Regions from separate parts of the Sus scrofa genome. Here region 2 is linked to region 1. A link is a contact called in public Hi-C data. All regions are on one chromosome and are shown on one strand. Each heading gives the region's core, a stretch centred on a gene start, on an enhancer-like site or on the middle of the called end of the contact. The rest is flanking DNA. Distances are from core to core; before and after follow the strand shown. Region 1 has its middle 330 kb from the start of GATB. Region 2 has its middle 270 kb from the start of GATB.

What was found. Hi-C and Micro-C count contacts between places; a contact is called where the count stands out from the background.
Region 2: a contact with region 1 is called in a Hi-C map of heart right ventricle, with 2.9 times the contacts expected there. The contact joins two enhancer-like sites. A contact is called at or near these places in 2 of 47 Hi-C or Micro-C datasets (embryonic fibroblasts and heart right ventricle).

What each region holds. Positions count from the first base shown.
Region 1 is chr8:76,887,095-76,894,707 of Sscrofa11.1, reverse strand. No RefSeq gene overlaps it. Among named protein-coding and RNA genes, the nearest start is that of GATB, 330 kb to the left of the region's middle. Within about 2 kb of position 3,762, at least 7 of the 83 cell types and tissues checked have an H3K27ac peak or open chromatin away from gene starts, as enhancers often do.
Region 2 is chr8:76,952,639-76,960,251 of Sscrofa11.1, reverse strand. No RefSeq gene overlaps it. Among named protein-coding and RNA genes, the nearest start is that of GATB, 270 kb to the left of the region's middle. Within about 2 kb of position 2,826, at least 63 of the 83 cell types and tissues checked have an H3K27ac peak or open chromatin away from gene starts, as enhancers often do.

The DNA of each region.
Region 1 (7,613 bases), core at 2,513-5,012:
CCAGGAAACCTACAGAAAGCAAAGAAGGTCAGGAACTGGGAACCAGAGCTGAGGTCACGACAGGGAACAAGTGGTTAGGACCCTGCAACTTGGTATCACTACACCAGACACTTGACGCTGCCTCCTCTAGGCTTTCGGTAACTGCCAATAATTTATGAAGGGCATCTGTTTCTTCCTGCCTCTTCTGTGAGGTTCAGAGTCCCTGGAATCCACTGAGCCGGAGTCACAGGCCCACCCTGGCTTCCCCCGCCCCAGCTGTGGCTTTCAGACCAGGAGGCGGTGGGTGGAGACCCTCCAAGGTGACACACATGGGAGAATTCCTCCAGGCGACTGGGAGGCAGACCCACTGTGTAAAGGGCTGTATCAGCGGACGTGACCCCTTCCCACAACAGTGATGAGGACTGGCTAACCTCCTGGTTAACAAGTTACTTACCCAGAGGCCCCAAATCCAGACTCCAGACGTTTGTCCTGCCAGGAGCTGGTCAAAGCCAGGGCGTATGTTTTTAAACCACACACAGACCAATCTGCAGCTTCCTGGAGGCTCTGCCATCATGGACGGGGGAAGTAGCTGGGGAGGCCAGGCTGGGCCAGGCTGGTTGGGCAGGCAGTCAAGTTCCTGCTCTCCCCAACTCAGGACAATCAGGCCTCCTAAGGCACTGTCGCATCACTTATGGGAATTTTTTTTCTCTCTGGTAGCTTCTCCCGAAGAAAGATCAATGGACCTCAAGCCTGTCTTCACAAAAAAAAAAAAAAGACCTTGGAGTTTCCACTGCAGCACAGTGGGTTCAGAATCAGACTGCAGAGGCTCAGGTTGCTGCAGAAGTGCAGGTTCAATCCCCAGCCAGGTGCAGTGGGTTAAAGGATCCAGCCAGGGAACTTCCATATGCTTTGGGTATGGACATTAAAAAAAAAAAAAAAAAAAAAAAAAGGACTTTATTTTTCTTCTGAAGAACATAAGAGGGACTATGGAAACTCATGTGTCCCTTTGTGTATATTTCTGTGCCTGTATCAGCATCAGCATCCAGAAGAACAATGCTTGCTTTATAGTCACCCCAGGCTGGTCCCTCAAATCAGACCCAGGAAAGTCTAGAAGCTGCCAAGTCAGTGCTGGGCTCTGTTTAAGGAGAGCCTGATTTCAAACTAACAAGTGCCTCCTGACATAAAAAATCGTCTCTTAAACACCCACGAGAGAGACCTCCCCTTTGGGCTCCCCAAAGCCTCGGGAGCCCATCTCCTGAATCCCAGTCTGGAGGCCCTTTCTGCAGCCACCAACCCAGGCCTCTGTCCTATTTTTAAAAACTCTCCAGGAAGCACGCTTGCCCACACTGCCTCACCACCCACTCGCCTTCGCCGGCTTCTCATCTGCCTTCCGCCCCAAGTCTCTCTTCTCATGATGGAGTCTCAGGAAGCACCCGGGGCCTCTTCCTCAGCCACAGATCAGCAGTCTTGGCCCTGTCCTGATCTGTGACAGGTTCAGCATCTGTCAGGAAATCTCTTGGTTTGGGGGACAGGAAATCCTCCCTGTCCCTCTCTTCACATGCCCATCTTCCCAGGGATCTGAGCTTTTTTTTGCTTTGGAGGGCCACACCCTCACCATATGGAAGTTCCCAGGCTAGGGGCTGAATTGGAGCTACAGTTGCCGGCTTACGCCACAGCCACAGCAATGCAGGATCAGAGCTGTGTCTACGACCTACACCACAGCCCATGGAAATGCCGGATCCCCAACCCACTAAGTGAGGCCAGGGATTGAACCTGCATCCTCATGGATACTAGTCAGATTTCATTTCCGCTGTGCCACGATGGGAACTCCCAGGGATCTGAGCTTCACTGCCTCCACCCCATGCTCTCTCTTTACTATCCCCTTAGCTCTGAGGCCTCACCTGGCACCTCTACACAGATAATCCTCAAATCCAATCTTTCTTGTCAACATCCACGCTGATACCACCCCAGGAGGTTTATCAACCCAGGCGCCACTCCTAGACACCGGATGTCTCAGGCTCCACTGTCCTTTTCTGCTCTAGATCTGTCCCTCTCAATGCCACCAGCACCCTTCCAGCATCTACCCTCCAAGTTCAGTGTCATGTCTTCTCTTTCCATGGCCTCACCCCCCACATCCAACCAGGTGCAAATCCCCTTTTGGCAATGTCTCTTGCCAGCCCCGTCCAGTGCTTATTTTCCACTCTTTTCCAAGCCATTGCCAAAACCTCCTCACGAATCTATCCCCACCTCTCCTCACCCCTCCCTGTAATCTACCTTGTGGGCTTCCCCAAGGGGACTTTTCTTAAAGTCCAATCAAGAAGGCAGACTCTTGTCCTCCCCTGCTCTATAACCTTCCATGGCTCCCACTGTTGTCAGTAAATATTCCCAGCGTCTAGGCCTGGCATTCCATGCTTTCTAATTCAAGGCTCTCCAGATCCACTTCTCAGCCATCAAATTTAGGACACATTTCTGCAATTCAACTCAAAATCCCACTCCCATCTGAATTCTTGGTGTCTTTTATCTCTGGGCTTCTGCTCAAGCTGAACTGTTCTCATGCAATGCCTTTTCCTTTTATTTGCCTTCATCAAACTCCTACCTTCCCTTCAAGGCTCATCTCAAATGCCACTTCTTCCCTGAAGTCTCCCTGGATTTCACCAGTCTGTACCCCCTGGGTTCACTGTGTTTCTCCCACCACCCTCATCACACCCAGCCTCACGTCATGGCATTTTCAGCCTGTGTCTCCTTGCTCCCACTAGTGCCCTTTAGACAGGGATTTTATCTTCCCAGAAGAGTTATTTGCTCACAGTTGATATTTGTGGAGTTGAGCCATTAGGCTAGATAACCATATACTTCTTTACGTCTCCCTGTTTGAAAACACACGTCCAGAGCAGATTAGCACAGGGTCTGCATCAAAGACAAGAATATGGAAGTATGTCCTGCTCACATCATTTTTTTGAGTGTACATCAAAAAAAGCAGATCAAAACCCAGTTCTTGAGTGACTAGGACCATTGCTGGATAGACTTTAATTAATCTTACAGAAAATATTCAGGGGACTTAAAGGAGCCTGGGAAAGGAGGAGGGGGCCGGCGAGAGGGAGCCAGAGCCACTGCTGTCAAGAAATGCTTTCTTCCTGTAACCGTGTCCCCTGGGGGCTGGGCCAGTGCCTCCGCTTAATCTCCTTCTCTGTGGTCACTCAGGATATGACTATTGGCATCAGATGCAAGCCCGTGTTTCTGTTCCATTAATCTGAGAGAGGCTGAGAGACTGGAAAGGGAGCTGCCAGGGTACTGCTGTGTTGGTTAGTCACCACCTCAAAGAGGAGCAGGAGAGACGGGGAGAAGAAGGATCTGACAGATGGGCGGGGGGAGGCTGACGGAAGCGAACGGAGATGAGAAAACCACGCAGAGAACAAGTTCCTGGAGCCGGTTGCCCGATCCCTTTCAGCTGTTACAGGATGGGGCCTGGAGGAGGAATAAACACACACACACACACACACACACACACACACACACACACACACACACACACACACACACATGCAGGCACCCCCCACCACCCACAAAGCAACCGATGGATGCAGAGCTTCTGCACCTTAGGGTCTGCCAACCAGCCTGACTCCCCTTGGTGGGTGTTATTGCTCTGGGTGTAACATGAACCTGTCTCACACCCGTCTCCCCCTCCTCCCCCCACCCCCGCCCCGCAACCTGGGACCTGCAGGCAGTAATGAAGACGTCAACAGCTGAAACTCAATGTCAGATGGCAGTGGTGACATCTGAATGCCGTAATTTGTGGCTCAGCATATCTTGTTCCAGGTATGGGAGCTGCACAAACGCTCCACCGCCCTGTCTTTGCTGCGCAGCATCGCAGCTTGGCTTGGAGGGCGGCCAGGCGATCTTGGCCTCGTCAACAGCTTTCAGCAGTAGAAAGCTCAGGAATCCTGGCCCCTGCCGTCTGATGGGGAAACAGGGGACCAGAGGAGCCTTCAACACACACCTTATTCCTGCAGTGTGGGCCCTTCAAGGACCCCTTCCCCTTCCGTCCCATCAAGGTATCCTGACATTTCGAAGGGTGGCTGGAAAGAGCCAGTTGTAGCCAAGTCACGGCTTGGGGGGGGCGGGGGGGGGCTCTGGAAAGCTTCTCCTTTAGAGAGACAGCAGCCTCTTAACCTGTGAATGCTCCATCCTTCTTTCCTCCTCCTCCTCCTCATTTGTCACCTTTCTAGAACCTCAGCAGTGTCAAGAGGCACTTTCTCAAAGTACAGACCTTCCAACTACTGGTCACACCTGCCCATCTTGCTGGTTAACCCGGCGGTTCAACAGAACCAACGCCTGAGGAAAGTCTACACGTGCAAAGGCGGAGGGGCTTCCTGGAGCCAGCAGGGTTCTGCTTAAACCCGAGCAAGCGGGGAAGTTGGGAATGGTGGACAGGCTGGCCTTTCCCCCACCTCATCCTCCCGGCTGGGCCGCCACTCCGCAGCCTGAGAACATCTGTTGCCCCCTTCATCCTTCCTGCTGGGCCCGCGGTGTGGGCGGAGAGGATAAAGTGACTGTTAACAAAAGGGGCCTTCACTCCTGGCCAGGGACCCTGAAAACACAGGCTGTTCCACAGTTGATGCTGATGAAAATGCCACTCTGGTGGCTTTGGGACCCTTTCACATGAACTGAGGGTTTGCCTCAAGGAGCAGGCTGGAGCTTCACCTGGGGTTTGGAGACCATGGCATGTGTGGCACCCATGTGGCACCCACACTGGCAAATCACAGGTCACCAGGGCATCAGAGGTCTCCCTGAACTCCCCATGTCCGGGTACCACGGAGGCCAGGATGGGCGGAACTCACCTCCCATCAGACACTGGTCAGAAGGCAGCCTGCAAGCGTTAGTGAGGGGAGCAGGGCTGAGCCCAGAGCTGCAACCCCTGGGAGGTCAGTCCTTTTGCAGAGGGGTTATCAGACCCTGAGCCCTTTGCGGCCCATTTTCCCACCCAGAAAACAGCACACAATCTTTACTGTCTCTAGACATCGGATCACTTGGGGAACTGGTTTGGTTTTTCACTTTCTATTATAAACAGTTTAGATTTCTTTCAGATTTATATTTCATTAGGGTATAATTTATATACAGCAAAATTCACTCTTTTTAATATACAGCTCTATCAGGTTTTTTTGTTTGTTTGTTTGTTTGCCTTTTTAGGACCGTATCCACAGCATATGGAGGTACCCAGGCTAGGGGTCGAATTGGAGCTGCAGCTGCCAGCCTACGCTACAGCCACAGCAATGTGGGATCCAAGCTGCCTCTGTGACCTACACCAAGGCTCACAACAACACGGGGTCCCCAACCCACTGAGCGAGGCGAGGCCAGGGATAGAACTTGCATCCTCATGGATACTAGTCAGATTCATTTCTTTTGCACCACAACAGGAACTCCCAGTTTCAACAAATATGTCTATGTAACTATCACCACAATCAAGGCATAAAATATTTCCATCGCTACCCTAAACCCTTTGTAGTCAACCCTGATGGCTCAGCCCCAGCCCCGGACAATCATCGATCTGATGTGTCTACATAATCTGGCTTTTCCAGAATGTCATGGAGCTGGAATCGTACAGTACATAGCCATTCAGACCTGACTTTCGAGTAGCATGATTCACTTCAAATAGACACAAGCTGCACCTATCCGAAGTTTGTTCCTCTGTATTGCTGAGAAGTATTCCAGTGCAAGGATGTGCCATAGTTTCTTTATCCATTAAATAAATGTTGAAGGACATTTGGGTTATTTCTAATTTTTTGGTGACTATTAATAAAATTGCTATAAACATTCAAATGCTGGTTTTGTGTGATCATGAGTTTAGGTTTTTCTCTTAATTAATACCTAAGAGTTGGGTCCTCTAGTATGGATATATTTACCTTTATAAGAAATTGTCAGTTTTCCAGAAACAGTTAACCATTTCATTCCTACCAGCCGCGTAGAAAGTTCCAGCTGTTTCACGTACACACCAGCACTTATTATCATGGGGTTTTCTTTTCTTTTGGCCATTCTAATAGATATGTAGTTGTAGCTCATTGTGGTTTTTATTTGCATGACCTATGACCAGTGATATTGTGTATCTTTTCACATGCTTATTGTCCATCCATATAGCTTCTTCGGTGACATATTACAGATTTTTGCCCATGTTTTATGAAGTTTGTTTGAGTCCTTATAATCGAATTGTAAAAAATGAAAACAGTTCTCCTCTTTTCAACCGAGATGTCATTGACATATAACATTGCATTAGTCTCAGGTGCAAAACAATGATTCATTATATGTATATAATATGTATATGCTGCAAAATGATCACCACAACCAGTCTAGTTGACATTCACATTCTAACATCTATATATTCTCTATATAAGCCATTTATCAGCTATGTGCTTTGCAAATATTTTATCACAGTCTGTGGGTTTTTTTTTTTAATTTTCATAACACTATCTTCCAAAGAGCAAAGTTCTCAGTTTTGCCATATTCAGTTTATCAATTGGATTGTTTTTAGCTTTAGTATCTAAGAATTTATTGCTTAAATCAAGCCCACAAAGATTTTTCTCTTATGTTATCTTCTATAAGCATTATAGACGTATGGGTTCATGTTATTATTGCTATGATAGTAATTATTATTATTGTTGTTGTTATATAGGTGTCTAATTCTTCCAGCATTAGTCATTGAAAGTCATCTTTCTCCATTGGATTGCCTTTATGATTTTGTTGAAAGTCAATTTAAAATATATTTGTGGTTCTATTTTTAGGCTCTTTATTCAGTTGATCTATGTGTTTATCCTTTCACCAATACAAGAATATCTTCATTATTGTAGCTTTATGATAAGTCTTGAACTAGGTAGCCTGGCTTCTCAAACTTTTTTAATTGGCTTGGCTGTTCTAGTTTCCATATACATTTTAAAAGCAGCTTATTGATATCTACTAAAAAATCTTACTGAGATTTTACTTGGGATTGCACTGAATCTGTAGATCACTTTGGGGAAAATTGCCATCTTAACAATATTGAAACTTCCAATCCATAAGCATAGTATCTCTCTCCATCTATTTAGGTCTTATTTGATTTCTTTCATCAAAGTTTTATCATTTTCAGAATACAGATCATGAACGTAATTTTTTATTTTTCATTTTTTTTATAATTTTTTTTTATTTTCCCACTGTACAGCAAGGGGGTCAGGTTATCCTTACATGTATACATTACAATTACATTTTTCCCCCACCCTTTCTTCTGTTGCAACATGAGTATCTAGACAAAGTTCTCAATGCTATTCAGCAGGATCTTCTTGTAAATCTATTCTAAGTTGTGTCTGATAAGCCCAAGCTCCCGATCCCTCCCACTCCCTCCCCCTCCCCCTATTTTTCATTTTTTAAAATTTATTTATATTTTTGTCTTTTTGCCTTTTCTAAGGCCATTCCCACGGCATATGGAGGTTCCCAGGCTAGGGGTCGAATCGGAGCTGTAGCCGCCGGCCTATGCCACAGCCATAGCAACGCAGGGTCCGAGCCGTGTCTGCAACCTATACCACAGCTCACGGCAATGCTGAATCCTTAACCCACTGAACAAGGCCAAGGATCGAACCTGCAACCTCATGGTTCCTAGTCAGATTCATTAACCA
Region 2 (7,613 bases), core at 1,577-4,076, 66 kb before region 1:
GGCTGACGTACTGAAGGCTGGGAACGTGCCGGGGGGGGGGGGGGGGGGGGGGGGAGGGGGCAGCACTGTGCTCACTCCGGCAGAACAAAGGAGGACTCGGGGAGCCTGAAACAGGGAAAGCTATTCCCACATAAGGTGATAAGCCCATTGTGGCACAGTGGAAACAAATCTGACTGGTATCCATGAGGATGCGCCTTTGATCCATGGCCTCAGTCAGTGGGCTGGGGATCCGGCGCTGCAATGAGTTGTGGTGTAGGTCACAGACGAGGCTCAGATTGGGCGTTGCTGTGGCTGTGGTGTAGGCTGGCAGATGTAATTCTGATTCGACCCCTAGCCTGGGGACTTCCAGATGCCGTGGGTGTGGCCCTAAAAAGCAAAATATATAAAATAAGATAAAATAAAATAAAATAAATAAATATTAAGAAGTCTTGGAGTTCTGTGACGGCTCAGTGGTTTAAGGATACAGCATTGTCAATGCTGTGATTCTGGTGATGGCTGTGGCATGGGTTTGACCCCGACCCCGGAATTTCTGCATGCTGTGGGCACAGACAAAAAAAAAGTCTTAATACTTTCTTGACATCCAGTGGATTGTTTGGGGAGAGCATCCTCTGGGGGTGACCCCCCCCTTGGGAGACCACTGCTCTCGTCGACTGCGCAGTGTCCCCTCTCAACCCAGGACCCTCAGGAGACATGACTGTCAGAGGGGTCTCCTCCAGCCAGGAGCCAAGGTCTGCACCCCAACGCAAAGCCTTCAGAGGCAGAGACAAGACAGGCCACCTTGCCAATCCAGTGGTACTTCCTGCCTTGTCACTGGGAATTCCTTTGCTCTGTGGAACCTGAGTCCCTTTCATAACAATGGAAGGAACTTGCCTTTCAAGATCCCTTCAGAAGGAAAATTTTGCATTGTTTAAAAAAAAAAAAAATCCACTGTTTAAGAAAATGGAAAAAGACAGAATTCTCCTTCAAGAAATAACAACGCTGCCAGCTTACTCCGGGTGTGAAATAATGCCCTTGGCAATGAGATTGGGGTGTTCTATCATCATCTCAATAAACTTTCTCTCCCCTGGGTAACATTTTATAGTTACTGCTTCTACGCCCCATTGGCACAGACATAATTTATTATTTGTTTACATGTTTCACTTACCCTGCTAAGGTGGGAGCCCAGTGATGAATTTTTACTGTGTGTGCCTCTGTACGTGTGTGTGTGCATGCACGAGGGCTTGCACACACATTGACAGACTGCTCAAAGAGAGCTGACAGGTTCTGAGCCTTCTACTTCTCATCGCTCAAGTGGCCTTCCCAGGAACCGGCACCTCCATGTGCTCTTGGCTTAGATCAAACATGTCCTTGTGTCCTCACAGTTCCTTCTTCTGATTTCCATGCTGCTGCTGGCTGCCTGTGATCACTCACCTTCCACACTCACTCCTTTGACTCACCCTCCTGGATAAAGATGCAATTCCTCCCATTTCTGGGCAGAACACCGTTTTGCACAGTACTTTTCTCAGGAGAGTTGTGTGAAGGAAATAAAGCAGCGGTTAACTCCATCTGAGACCCAGCAAGGTCAAGGGTGTATGCAAGTTCAAACAGCAAGAGTCAAATTCTGCCCTGGCCAGCTCTGATGGGAGAAAAATGACCAGCTCACCCACTCAAGCGAGTCATAAAGTCCTCAAGTTCTTCACTATTGAAAGATGGAGATGTTCATACCTAACTGCACAAGATTTTTTTTCTTAAACAATAGATTATTGAAAAGGCTCAGCAGAGTGACTGGCGTGTCATAACGGTGTGATAAATGTTACCAATGCTAGTGGTCTTTTCCAAATAGTGTGTTCTGGAACCTTGTAATAACAACAACAATAATAGGTAACTTAAATAACAATAATAAGACTAGGTGACTTACTACATACCAGACACCATTTGAAGCCCTTTTCATGAATTGCCCCATGCAGTCCTCACGACAGACCTATCAGTAGGTATCATTATCATGCCTGTAGTATGATTAACAGACAGAGAGGTTGTGAGGTTTCAGTGACTTGATAATTTCCTTGCCTTTAATAAGCGAATTAGTCCAGGAGCTCCCGTGGTGACACAGCAGAAACAAATCTGACTAGTATCCATGTGGATGAGGGTTTGATCCCTGGCCTCGCTCAGTGGGTTAAGGATCTGGCGTTGCTGTGAGCTGTGGTGTAGGTCACAGACGTGCCTTGGATCTGGCACTGCTGTGGTTGTGGTGGAAGCCGGCAGCTGTAGCTCCCATTTGACCCCTAGCCTGGGAACTGCCATGTGCCCAGGGTGCAGCTCTAAAAAGACCAAAAAAAAAAAAAAAAAAAAAAAAAAAAAAAAAAAAAAAAAGTGACAGAGAGAATTAGCCCACACATGAAGTATTTCCTTGCTCTGGCATCAGTCCAGATGCACGGAACTGTGACTGCCAGGGGATCTGCAAACCCCCAGACCAGGGCTTGCTCAGATGGATGTCACCATCTCTGGGGCATCCGCTCCCCAACTTCCCCCTCTGTGCGTGATATTCCCAATCTTATATCTCAGGGGTTCCTCTGGTGAGGAAAGTGAGGCTTAGAAGGGGTAACGACCCACCAAGATCTCCATGGAGGGCTCCGAGGGTCCCCTCCATGTCCTTGGATGCTGCAGGAGCTCAAAGAGCCGAGCTGCCTGCAGCGGCCCCCACGGCTTTGGGAGGCCTGGAGCACTGGCACCTGCGGCTGACCGCGTCGGAGCCGGAGGACAGTGACATTCAGTAGGGGGCACCCGAGAGCCCAGATGGCCGGGAGCAGCCCTCCCTCCAGGCCCCGCCGCCGACCGGGAAGGACTTGGAATTTAATCCTCCGCATTCCATTCTGGGTTCCTGTGACATAATAAAGCCCTAGGAGGGATCTCGAGTGACTCGTCAGCAGAACCCGCAGCGGGATTTTCTATAGATAGCCAGGGCGTGTCTCGAGCTTCGTCCGCGCTGCGGGAGGAAGGTTCTTTTCTGCCTGGGCTGGGCAGTACTGTGGGCGGCAGGTGGGAGGCTTCGGGGACCCGCCAGGCCCTGGGGCCCCGGGGGACTTGGTCAGGCAGCAGGGGAGGGGGCCCCCCAGAGATCCCAGGCCAGGCCCGGGAATTCCAACTATGGCGTTTTGGAGAAAACTATTTAGTTATTTGCCCTCACTGACCTCAATCCATGTTGGGACTGCGGCTGCAATGAGATGTCCCAAATACTGAGCCTCAAGCAGCCTTTGATGCTGGCTCTGAAAAGATTCCGTGGCCTGAGCCAGGCTCTCATGGGCGAGAGAGGCGTGTTTGGAATGTGGGTGTGCGGTGTTGTGATTGGAGGTTTGGGGTTTCAGAGTTCCTTAATTTGCATGGCCATGCAGCAGGGTTATTACTGTTCACAATAGAGGGTTGGAATTTGAAACTCTGTTTACTTTTCCAGATGCCAAACAGGCAGCATTCCTATCAAGAATGTCCTGTAAAGACCAGCATGATAGTATAGAATCCTATTAGTGTGTGTGGGTGTATGTATATATATATGTGTATATATATATATACACATATACATATATATATATTTTTTCATCTTGACTGCTGGTGGAGAGGAATTCTCAGAAGCCATGCATATATTTTACATAAAATAATAGCTAAGCTGCCAAGGGCTTTAATGATATAATTTCATCTTGGGATTCTGCGCTCTTTGGTTTATGCTGCCTGCCATCAGAACCCTGAGACAGAATTAATTCATGTAACTGGGACAAGCCCAATTGCTGTGTTGCCATTCCACTTATAAGTGAACTCAACTATTTTAATTGCCCAAACATTTGGTGGGTAGGGTATGAGGTGGAGAGAAGTATGTCAGATGTATTCATTAGCTGCAGAATAAATTCCTCAGAGGCAATACACTGTTGTTGTTCAAAATAAGAACATTCTGGTCTAATAGCTTGGGTTTGCATCCTGACTTGGGCCTAAAATTGTGAAAACCTGGGAGTTCCCTGGTGGCTCAGTGGGTTAAGGACCTGACATTGTCACTGCTTGTTGTTCTGGTTACTGCTGTTTCTCAGGTTCCATCCCTGGCCCAGGAAATTCTGCAGGCCATGGGCACAGCCAAATGAAACAAAAGCTGTGAAAACTTGAGTTAGTGATCATCCCTGAGCCTCCATTTACTCGTTTGGGATACTGGTTGCCTGCTTCTCAGGGTTGTTGAGAGGATTCAGTGCTGTCAGAACGGATGCGGTGGATGAATACAAGGTCTCTGAAAGACCCTGGCTATAGTGCCTGGAGCACTGTAGCTGTTGATACATGGCTGCTGTTTTATTAGCTCCACAACCACAGCCAAACATCCCTGAAACTGTTCCCTGACACCATGGAGGTCCAGGAATCTTAGCCACTTCCAGCCAGGAGCTTCTCTTTTTAGCCCCCGAATTCCCTAGATGCTCCACATTCGTGAATTGTATTATTCCCAGCCAGAGCGAGCAGGGTGGCGGCCCCCACCCTGTCTGGAATCCCAGAGCACCTCTGGGATTCTGACCCAGCACAGCTGCCTGTTGCAAATAATTCCGGAAATATGAAGCAGGACATATTGCGGTTCCATAGAAAGGTCTGAGCAGTGGACTTCATGCGTCTGTCATGGATCTGCCTTCTCCAGCAGAGGAATGAAAACAGGGCTTGGCTTAGAAGAATATTGCCCTCCTGCCCCACCAGACAATGAGCAGGAGCCCCTGAAATGCAAAAGATGGCATCCATGCAGGTCCTATTTCCCTCTAAAGTCTATTGCCATGCTTTGTCCTTGGCATCTAGAAGGGCTTCTCGGTAGATGTAAGCAGAGTGCATGCCTGTCTGTAGACCTTCGCTTTGGAATACAAATTTATGGTTTCAAATCACGTCTCCACCAGAGCTTTGTGACCTTGGCCCCAGAACTTAATGGTTCTGAAACTGTTTGTTCTTTTTAAAAAAATTTTTTTTTAATTTTATTTATTTATTTTTGCTTTTTAGGGCCACACTCATAGCATGTGGAAGTCCTCAGGCTCAGGGTCGAATCAGAGCTGCAGCTGCCGGCCTACGCCACAGCCACAGCAATGAGGGATCCAAGCCGAGTCTGCAACCTACACCACAGCTCATGGCAATTCTGGATTCTTAGCCCACTGAGTGAGGCCAGGGATCGAACTGTGACCTCATGGATACTAGTTGGATTCTTAACCCACTGAACCACAACAGGAACTCCCTGAACCTGTTTGTTCTTAAAATCTCCAAGAGGAAGAGAGGGAGAGAATGGAAAGGCCTTCACTAGGTGGTTGAGTGGATTCAATGGCTTTTACGTGAAAAGTACGGCTTCCGGCATAGGGTGGACCACTGGCTCCCCCACCCTATGAACATCATTTTCCTTTTAAGCGAGGTCCAAAACAGGGGCGCATCCTTTTCCAAAAAGAAAAAGGGAAAAGACCATAGACCAGAGGGAGGATGCCACTTCCGAGATGAACATACAGTGACGTGACGATGTCACCTGCCAGGCTCGCAGATGGTGGTGATGTGAAGTCTTACAGCCGGTATAGGACCGAGCTGCGAGAACCTTTGCCATCACAGGCAGCCCAGTTATCGATACCGTTTTCTGTACTGAGGCCTTCTCTGACTACACCAACCTAAATGCCCTGAGAAAAGAGATTTTAAGGACCTAGAAATTGTCATTAACTGTCAAAGTGAAAGGATATATTTTCATCTCAAAAAATTTTTTTTTCTGTTTTGCTTGAAATCTGGTCCTAGCTATGATCTCTTGAACTGAGAGTCCCAGTTCATCCAGAGTAGAGCTTAGCATCTTTCAATACTCCCACCCATTTTCTTCCTCAAGCATGGACAGCAGATAATCATTAAATGGCAAGGGAGGGCGACATGGCCCACAGGTGGCTGGCAAGGAGCCCTGGAGGATGCATTTTGAGATTTTCCTCCCTAAACAGTCTGACCGCTGCTTCCTAAGAGCCGAGAATGTGTGTTGGGTTTATACCCTCTCCAGCCTCGTCGATTTGTTCTTTGTGACTTTTTCTTATGGACCTCTGCTGGCTCTGACAATATTTTCTTCTCACCTATGTGAGTGAAGTGGTCACAGTCATTCTTAGGAACTGCGAATGGAATTGAATTTATTTGCAGGTCAGCTCTGCAGCTGCCAAGTCCCTGCGACAGATCTTGGGAAAGAAAGAACCTTAGGTCCAAAAAAAAAAAGTCTTGTTTGTTTTCACCTCTGAAGCAGGTATCATGCCTGTGAATCCCATGTATTTCCCCATGGCACCTGGAATGGGTCTTTAAGTGGCTGGCAGTGAATAAATAGCACACTCTCTTTACTTTCCAGGTTCCAAACCAGCAGCACTCCTCTCAATAGGAAGAGTCTCAGAGGCAAATGGAGTGGGGAGGGGGCTGCAGAAAATGGATGCCCCTCTTCAACACCATTATACCCCCTGGAAGGCCGGGTATACAGTTTACATTAAGTCGTTCCAAGGGAGAGTCAATATTAAAGATGCTACATAAAATAGCCACTGGACACCCTATTAGATGGGAATCACCAAATAGGCCAAATCTTCACTTGGTTTGCTTTGTATATTGCCCAGCACTTGTTACATAGAAATAAATGTATAATTAGGAGTTCTGTCATGGCTTAGTGGTTAACGAACTAGACTAATATCCATGAGGACCCGGGTTCGATCCCTGGCCTCGCTCAGTGGGTTAAGGATCCGGGGTTGCTATGAGCTGTGGTGTAGGCAGGTAGCAGAGGTGGCTCAGATCTGGTGTTGCTGTGGCTGTGGTGTAGTCTGGCAGCTGCAGCCCCGATTCGACCCCTAGCCTGGGAACCTCCATATGCCACGGGCGCAGCCCTATAAAGACAAAGAAAGAAAAAAAAAAGAAAAAAGGAAAAGAAATAAAAGTATAATTTAAAAAAAAAAAGAATGCTATACTAGAAATTGACAAGAATTCTGAAAAGATCACTGGGCTGAGATTGCTTCCATGTTTGCAATGAAACAACATGTCTCTTTTGTAAGCCTCTTGGTTCTTCTGGGCCTCCATTCTGTTTGTAAAATGACCAGATTGCTGGTCATTTTTTTTTTTTTTTTTTAGGGCCACACCTGGGGCATATGGAAGTTCCCACACTAGGGGTCGAATCAGAGCTGCAGCTGTGGCCTACACCACAACCACAGCAATGTAGGATCTGAGCCACCTCTGTTACCTACACCACAGCTCATGGCAACGCCAGATCCTTAAGCCACTGAGGGGGGTCAGGGGTAGAACCTGCATCCTCATGGATACTAATTGGATTTGTTTCCACTGCACCACAAGAGGAACGCCCAAATTTTTTAACTATGAAAAAAAAAAAAAAAGATTCTTGGATATCCTCCCTCAGTGCCACCAACCCATATATTTATTTGCTTAAGAAATATTTCTGAGTGCTTACTATGTGCCAGGCACTCTACTAGGAGCTGGGAGTAAAATCTGTGAGAAAAACTCATGCATTCCTGCCCTCAAAAAGCTTATATTCTCGTGGGAGAGACAGACACACAATAAATGGCCATGTAAAAAAAAATGCAGTTCAAAATTATGTTCAGTGATCTGAAGGAAAACAGATTATGAGTCTAACATGGAAACCT